Regions from separate parts of the Mus musculus genome. Here region 2 is linked to region 1. The links are chromatin contacts, called in public Hi-C maps. All regions are on one chromosome and are shown on one strand. Each heading gives the region's core, a stretch centred on a gene start, on an enhancer-like site or on the middle of the called end of the contact. The rest is flanking DNA. Distances are from core to core; before and after follow the strand shown. Region 1 overlaps Snd1 (staphylococcal nuclease and tudor domain containing 1). Region 2 has its middle 46 kb from the start of Gm40357.

Region 1 (4,096 bases), core at 813-3,312:
GAGAAGTTTACTTATATTTAAGCAAACACTGCTTTGATCTACAGGGAGACTAACTGGGTGCAATCCTCAGGGCTGTGTTGGAACCTCTGTCTGGAGTTGGAGTGCATGCCCCCCCCACCCCCGCCCCAAGTTAATACTGACTAGGGCCTCACAGCACTTCCTGTAAGTAATCTTACCCAGTGCCCTGTTGTGCTCTGAGGGAATGTGGGCAACACAGAGCACAGATCATCATCTCTGACTGCTGAGGTCAGCCTGCCAGCTCCTTGATACTTGACTTTGTGGACCCAACACCTGCATGGTGTCTGGTTCACACAGTAGGTCAACACAAGTAAAATGAGTGGAATGAAAGGACATACAAATGTCTATCACTGGCATTTATCTATTTGTCTGGCTTGAAGAACATAAAAGCGGACAGTCTCAGAAAAAGAAGCTTCCTTTTTGTTTTAGTGACAGGAACTGCCAGGAGCACAGGGCTGGGCCATACATAGAACGTCCCTGGGGCCATAGTCTGGCTCACGAAGGCTGTACCTGGAATATAGGTTTTGCCTAAAGGCCAGGCATGGCAGAGGCAGACTATACACGGTCTAGTAAGAGGACTCTTACCTAAAGAGCTGTCAACTCCGCATCTGAGGGGAAGATCAGGGAGAAGTAAAGGAAATCCTTTGCCGAGTTCTGGCTATGAGAGCCACTCATGGAAGAACTTCCATTAGATTCAACATGGACTGACTTAGTTCTCACCACTGTTTATAAAACGATTTTTATGGCTCCATTCTACTGATAAGGAATTGGAGGCTCTTACAAGTTAAAACAACTTGCTGAAGTGAGAGAGTACTCCATGTAGGACCATGCTCCATGGTAGAGCACAGGCCTAGCAGGTACAAAGCCTTGTGTTAGATCCCCCGTGTTACAGATAAAGAACAAGAGGAAGAAGAAAGGGTACTCTAAGGGCAACACTATAGTCAGATAGAAGAAGCTCTAACATGCTGTTGCATAGTGACACGACCACAGACAAAATGGGGAAAAAGGACTTGGACAGCTTTCACCATTAAAAAAGAATTTTTGAAGCTGGTCCTGGTGGTCCACACCTTCAATCCCAGCACTAAGAAGGTGGATCTCTGAGTTCAAGGTCAGCCTGGTCTACAGAGATCCAGGACAGCCAGGGCTACATAGAGAAACCCAAACTCTCCTCCAATAAATAAAAATATGTGATGTTTGAAAAAGATGTTACATTAATTTAAAAACAATATAATGTATATTGTATAGAAACATACCTTGGTACTCTATTAATAGGTAATGGTTAAATTTAATTAAATGCAGATTAAAAGAGAAAAAAAAGAATAAATCTGCCCAAGGTCATTTGGTAAGTATAGAGACCAGAATTTGAGCTCAATCTTGCTTACTTTTCTAACCTGGCTCTTGTCATTAACCTGTAGGCAGAATGATTCTGTGGCATCTGGAAGCATCATATTCCTGAATGCCTAAATTTCCTGAAGGAATTGAGGTGGAGGCTCTGGCCAGGATGTGGGGTTGAAGGCAAATTGAGAGAGGCCAGGAAGCAGCCCTGGGGAGAGGCATCTGTCTTCCTGCTGGCCTGGCTGCTTTGCTCTTGGCCTGGGTGATGTGTCAGTGGGAAGAGAAAGTCATTAGGAGAGGCAGGTCCCTCTGCTTCATCTGCCAGAGCAAGGATCCGCAGGACCCTGCTGAGTACTCCACTTAGCAGCCCTGGGCTCATTATCCTCCGGGACTCTTCCTGTCTAGTCTCTGCTGGCTGCTCAGCGTGGGCCAAGCCCCAGAAACTCAGTCAGCTCCTTGACTCCTAGAAGCCACTGCAGCAGCCACTTGTTGGCTTCCACCAGGAGGTGGCCAGACAGGGCAACCCCCTCTCGGAGCTCCCATTTCATTTCTCCCCGGCTTTTCTCCCTCTGTTAAAGCAAGCCCCAGTGAGGGGGTTAACCTTGTAAGTGCAAACTTCTGAAGCAATAGGGACTCCTTTAGATCCCTGTGGGGAATATCTAACTGAGGAGAGCAAAGGAGGCTGGCCTACAGTGCTGCCTGGGAAGGGCACTGGCTGCTGAGAAGGGAGGCATAGGTACAGGCTCAGCTTGCGTGCTTCCGTCTCCCAGCCCATACTGTGCCAGCTGCTTTTAACCTTGACCAAAACAAAATTCTTCTGGCTTCCCCAACTGAGAAAAGTGAGTTTATAATTGAAAAGCCCAGAGAATTTATTGCCGTAGAGATGAGGAAATTTAAAACTCATAACTACCCTGCAGGCCGATACATCAGGCAGATATCCATCCTATTAGAACAACTCAGCACTGTAGATATCCATCTTATTATACTAAATGGTTAAGAAAGCCTGGCCTCACATCACAGAGACGCTCCGTGTATCGTTTTCTGCTCACTTTCCTGAGTACATTCATCAGCCCATTTTGTCTCCTCTGCTGAGATCGGCCTCAGAATTACAAACTGCTGAGAGGCAGCAGAAGTTTTAAATTAAGCATTCATGGGCGTAGGTGAGCTTGGAAAATGATGGTGGGTCGCACGGCAGACAGGCAAGATTTAGTGCCTCTGTGTGTGTGTAGGGGGGTAGGGTGGCGGGGGAGGCTGAGGCTCATCAACAAGTCTGGATCAAGCCTGTGGACAGAGGAGCCAGGGAGAGGGAGAGGAGAAAAGGGGCTAGGGAGAGGAATTTAAAAGCTCTCTGGTCAAAGGTCCAGACACAGCGCATGACAAAATGGAAATCATTGGAGACTTTGAACGACTGCTAATGCCATCTTCCGTGCGAGGCATAAATATCTGGTGTCCATCCTAAATCTCATGTGAAGTGGGACCTGGGAAGGACAGTTTACCAGCGCCCAGGGCCCTCTACTTCTTGTTGGCTTTTCCAGACTACACCTCTTCCGATGAGTTTTCTACTACCAGCACTTGCCAAGATACACTATAGCCTCAGGCAGCTTTCTGGACAGTGACTTCTGTTACCCTTTGGAACTCTCTTGGACAGGATTCCTCTCCTTTCCCTGTAAGGTACAATCAGTTTCTGTTCCTGCTTTCTTATGAGGCAGGATCCTGGAGGATGCACCCAGATTGGGTCTATACCCCTGCACAAGTTCTCCTGTGCAAACACTGCTCCCGCTGACCAGCGATGCCTTCCTCCGCAACAAGCATCTTAAAGGTGATGGGTAGTGGTGGGGAGACGGGCAGCAGCATTCTCCGGGGGGCTGCCCTCCGCACTAGCCATTCCCATTACCTTGTTTTATTTTCTTTTATTGCAGAGTAGCTCCAGCATGTGGGCAATAAAGCTTTGACTGCTGCACTCCACAGGCCTGGGGTGAGGAGAGCTCAGCTTGACAAAGTAGGGCAGTGTGGAGAGGAGGCCCATGCAGGGGCCCATTCCAGCAAGCAAATCCCCAGGGCAGTTATACCGGAGAATCCTTCCCTGCTTTGAAAGGCCCTTTGAGGGTTGGCAGAGAAAGAAGCCCTCGGGAACTGTGGCTTTTCCCTGGACTGCCATTCATCCAGAAACCCCATTCTTGTGGGTTCTGCAAGGCAGTCCTTCTTCACTAGAGAAACCTCACCTCTCAGTGGCTGTGATCCACCCCCTACTCCTGTACTGACCTCTTTCCTCTGCTGCCCAGATAGCCAGCCCACTTGTATCTTTCGAACAAATTTGTGCTCTGGCCTTCCAAGAAGTGAGGGAAAAATACCACCTTGCTAAGTGACAGGCCTCCTGCTGCATTTTCCCCTTGGAGTCTAAGAACTGTTCAGACCCTGATGGGAGGGGAGGCAAATGGATAGAAGCACCAGCTTAGCTTCAGTCAGAGGTGGGAAGGGCTCTTCTTCACTGAAGAGCTGGCCTAGCAGCCCTGGGAAACGCAGTGCTGGAGCAGCCGAGGGCTACTAAGGGCTGCTGAGGGGCTCCTTGAAGGTTCAGGTACAGGCTTGTAGGGGATAAAAGAGGCTTTAGGGAGAGGAGAGAGTCGGTAGCTGGCTGGCAGCCAAGACACAGGGTGGCAGAGCTTTCTGCAGCCCCAAATGGTTTACAAACATAGAACCTTTGCCAAAGTGTATCCCTGTCAATTCTGAAAACCTTAAAGCC
Region 2 (4,096 bases), core at 501-3,000, 64 kb before region 1:
GAACACAAACTAACCCTTCCACCCCTAAGTTGCTTTCAGCAGGGTATTTTGTCACAGCAACTGGGGAAAAAAAAAAAAAAAAAAAAAAAAAAACCAGAGACAGAGGGGTTTGTTGGGGCTCACAGTTTGAGGCTGCAGTCTATCATGAAGGTGGGGGAGGGGAGGCATGACAGCAGGAAGGTGAGGCAGCTGATCGCCCTGCCTCCATAGCCAGGAAGCACAGAGAGATGAACTCAGGTGCTCAGCTCACTGCCTCCTTCATGTTCAGTCTAGGACTCTGGTCCATGGGGTGGTGCTGCTCACCTAACAGAGTGGAGGACCCCCTCCCCCTCCCCAGAGCGAGTGGTACCTTCTGCTGGCAGCCAGAGAGGAAGAAGGAAAAGCCTTTTGCCTACTTGCCTGTGCCTCTTGCTTGTGAGTGCATCTACTTTACTTCTGCCATCGTCGCCCTCCTTCTCTAACATCAGACTCCAGCTCTTCAGTCTCCTGACATGGACTGAAGACCAGTGGTTCTGCAGGAATCCTCCTGGACTCCAGTGTCCGACTGCATTCAGTCCGTTGAATGAATGAGCAGGCTATTCTTTCCAGTATGAAAACATCTGGTTTTGGACTACTAGATGGTATCATGTAAGCCAACCTAACAAATTCCATGTGTGTGTATATCTATCTATCTATCTATCTATCTATCTATCTATCTATCTATCTATCTATCTATCATCTATCTATTTTCATTCTATTAGTTCTGTTCCTCTGCAGAAACCTGACAAGTATATTTACCTTCTAAGTGAGACCTTCCCTGTCTACCCTCTTTAAATTTGCGGCTCAAAGTGCTAACCTCTAGACTCCATTCTTTCTCCTGGCATAGTAACCATCCCTTGTCATGGCATGCGAAAGCTGTTTATCCAAATGCAAACAAGGTTTGGGATTTCAGGGAGTTTCACATTTAGGAATGTCTTTGAGCACCTAATGAGATACTACCGGTGTGGAGCTCAAGTCTAAACACAAACCTCATTTGTGTTTGGTGTATGCTGTAACACACAGCAGGCGTAAGAAAGCTTGTGCATGTCAAAGCATCAGACTAGAGGCATCCTATTGATGCTCAAAGGCAGTGAATTCTCGAGCATTTCAGATTTAGAATTTGTGCCTTAGCGACCCTCAATCTACACATTGTAGATTATGTGGCATCTTGTGTGCTTTTCTGTCTTAGTGATTGCTGCCCAGCCAGTAAGCAAACACTTGTACCATACAGCTCTGAGGCTTCTGGTCTGGGGTCAGGGTCTGACCATAAGCAGGTCTGGTGATGACCGGCTTCTGTTTGCAGATTATTCTCCAACCCATGATGGAAGAGCTAGTTAAATCTCTGAGCTCTTCTCAGAACGGCACTAAGCTTCTGTATGAGGGCCACACCCTTATAACCCCCAGAGATGTATTCCAAATACCTTCACACTGGGAATTAGAGTTCAATATACACATTTTGGGTGAGACATTCAATTATAAACCTCCCCCAGTAGAAGTGGTGTGGGAGGTCAGGCATTTTGTCTGAATCAATACTGCTGAATCAATTAGGCTGACAGTAATGCCAGGCACATAGCGGAGATGCAACAAAGGTTGCATGGCTGAGTTAAATAGAAGCATTTGCTTGTAGGAGATAGGAGCAGAAGTAAGCATGTGGCCGGAGAGGAGAGCAAGCCCAGTGTTCTCACTTCGTTGGAAGAAAAGATCTAGCTGAGAAGTGGGTGAGAGGTTGCTGATCTTACACAGAGACTTAATTGCATCAGGAAGTCTCCAGATGAGCATTGCCAGACAGCCAGAGTCAGACACAACCTCCTGGGGCTTCCTCAAAAGGCATGACTGGCCCTGTAGGCAATGAGCAGACTCAGGTGGGAATGGAGAGATCTGTGCTGAGCTCTGGTTTGCTCTGCTTGGAATAGTCTCTGGGCGGCAGCGAGTGAGTCTCTGCCCTGTGGAGGCCGGCTGTACTGGTCAGGAAGCCAATCTGCTCGGAGCAGGCGAGGGGTTGTTAGCACCAAGGACAGCCATGTCCAATGCAGCTGGAAGAAGCCCCTTCCAGGTTTCAGAGGAAGAGCCAGAGAATAGAAGAGAGGTCACTGACCGAGACTGGAGTAAGGGTATTTGTCACAGCCATTAGAACAGGCCTAGGCATACAGAAGAGCAGAGACTGGAAGACATAGTTCAAGACTAAACACCTTGAGAAGTGTGCTATGTAAAGTGTGTGAGCTGCTTTAAGAATAGTAAATTCTGTAATGGGGTGTGGTGGCATTCCTCTATAACCCTAGCACTTCGGGGGTTTGGGCAGAAGAATCAAAAGTCCAAAGGCACAATTAAAAACTCTCTCACAAATAAGTAATAGATATTAAATTCTAATATGAAACATAGAAGCAAATGGTAGTGAAACATGATAAAGTATATACATACATTTATTGAACAGATTAAAATAATATGACAGTGAGAATATTACTCTGTGTATTAGTCTGGGTTCTTTGAAGGGACAGAACTGATAGAATGAATATATATGTGTGTGTGTACATATATATTATATATACATATAAGTGTAATATATACATGTGTGTATATATTATATACATATATATGCACAACATATTATATACACATATATATGTGTAAATATAGTATATATACATGTATGTATATATATATGTGTGTATATACATGTGTATATATGTTATATATATGAAAACATTATACACTAATTAAATGCAGTGGAATAAAAGAGAAAAACAGACATGAAAGTAGGAGGAAGTGGGCTTCTCTGGGAAGAGGGGTGGGATGTTGAATGGGTAAGAGAACAGTGGGGGATATGCTCAGAGTCTATAATATACACATGGAATTGTTAAATAAGACCAATCATATATGATATTTATTAGAAATAGGTCCTAATATCAGAGAAGGACTGCCTTCACAACAGGATGGATAAACTTACCAGTGAGAGTGAGGACAAGCAAAAATCTTCCTTCCTCCATCTCCTTCAAGGAGGGCTGCCACCAGACAGTGCGGCCCAGGCTTAGAGTGCGGCTTCCCATCCCAAACAATCCAACCAAGAGAATTCCTCACAGCTATTCCTAGATGCTCAGGATTTAGTTGATTCATTGACAATCAGTATTAGCCACTACAGCAAGTGAAGTGTGGGGGCACATGCCTTCACCATCACTGGGAGAGAGAGGTGGGTAAATTTACATGAGTTTATGACCAGCTTGTTCTACATGGTGAGTTCCAGGACAGGCAGGGCTACATATTGAAATCCTTGTCTTAGAGAGAGAGAGAGAGAGAGAGAGAGAGAGAGAGAGAATAAAAGAACATTACTGATATATAGGATATGAAGCTAGCAAATAGCAAGGTACCTAATCCCCAAAGTACACGAACCAGAGGAGAGGCAGCTCGCCCACTCAATGCTCACAGCATCTTAGTTCAGCCACCCTCCGGCATCACGGTCTCTGGAGCCACATGTCCTGTGCCTAAGAAAGTGAGTCAGTTCTTTACTTAAAACATCCCAGATGTTCTATTAAGCCTCCTTGCGGAAAATGACTTTTATAATTAAATAAAGCATCAACGGGCTCAGATCTTTAAGGAAACAGATAGTTGTTCCTGAGGCTGATGGGCTAGGGAGGGTCGGAGGTGTGCTCCCCAGCCTGAGTTAACGGGGCTGGATTCCAGGGACTTTCTCTCTGCTGAGCGTCTTGTTCCCTTTGACCTTTCCTAGCCACCCCACCTCAGACAAGGCTGAAAACAAGAAAACAGGTCATGTGAGCCCTGTGTCCTAGAACTGGGGATGTGTGTGCCCCCCTCTCCACGAGAACCCCATCTCTGTTTTAACTGCCGGTCTCCCTTCGCTCCATTATGGCTGTTTCCAGTCGGTCTAGCCTGGATAATGTGAAGGTTCTTTGTTCTGTGAGTCTTTCTGTCCCATACGTGACCACTGCTCGGCTGCCGATTTTCTAGGTAACATGTGACATGGAGTGGCCCTGAAGCACTTACAGGGCACTTCTATGCCTGATGGGAGCTCTATTGGTTTTTTTGAGTCTTTCACAATTTCATACACGTATCATGTACCTGGATG

The links. A called contact is a pair of places that touch in the nucleus more often than the background predicts.
Region 2: a Hi-C map of the N1E-115 cell line shows a contact between it and region 1, with 4 times the contacts expected there. The contact joins two enhancer-like sites. A contact is called at or near these places in 6 of 484 Hi-C or Micro-C datasets (the N1E-115 cell line, cerebellar granule neurons, immediate neuronal precursor and 3 more), 2 of 115 datasets of contacts at active chromatin or transcription factors (embryonic stem cells and oligodendrocyte precursor cells) and 2 of 9 other capture datasets (adipose tissue and liver).

Annotation. Positions count from the first base shown.
Region 1 is chr6:28,853,212-28,857,307 of GRCm38.p6, reverse strand. The region is part of intron 16 of Snd1 (staphylococcal nuclease and tudor domain containing 1); the gene reads right to left. Among named protein-coding and RNA genes, the nearest start is that of Lrrc4, 24 kb to the right of the region's middle. Within about 2 kb of position 2,062, at least 38 of the 459 cell types and tissues checked have an H3K27ac peak or open chromatin away from gene starts, as enhancers often do. A contact at or near this core is called in the N1E-115 cell line, where this site is marked.
Region 2 is chr6:28,917,240-28,921,335 of GRCm38.p6, reverse strand. It overlaps a transcript of Snd1 not described here. Among named protein-coding and RNA genes, the nearest start is that of Gm40357, 46 kb to the left of the region's middle. Within about 2 kb of position 1,750, at least 6 of the 459 cell types and tissues checked have an H3K27ac peak or open chromatin away from gene starts, as enhancers often do. A contact at or near this core is called in the N1E-115 cell line, where this site is marked.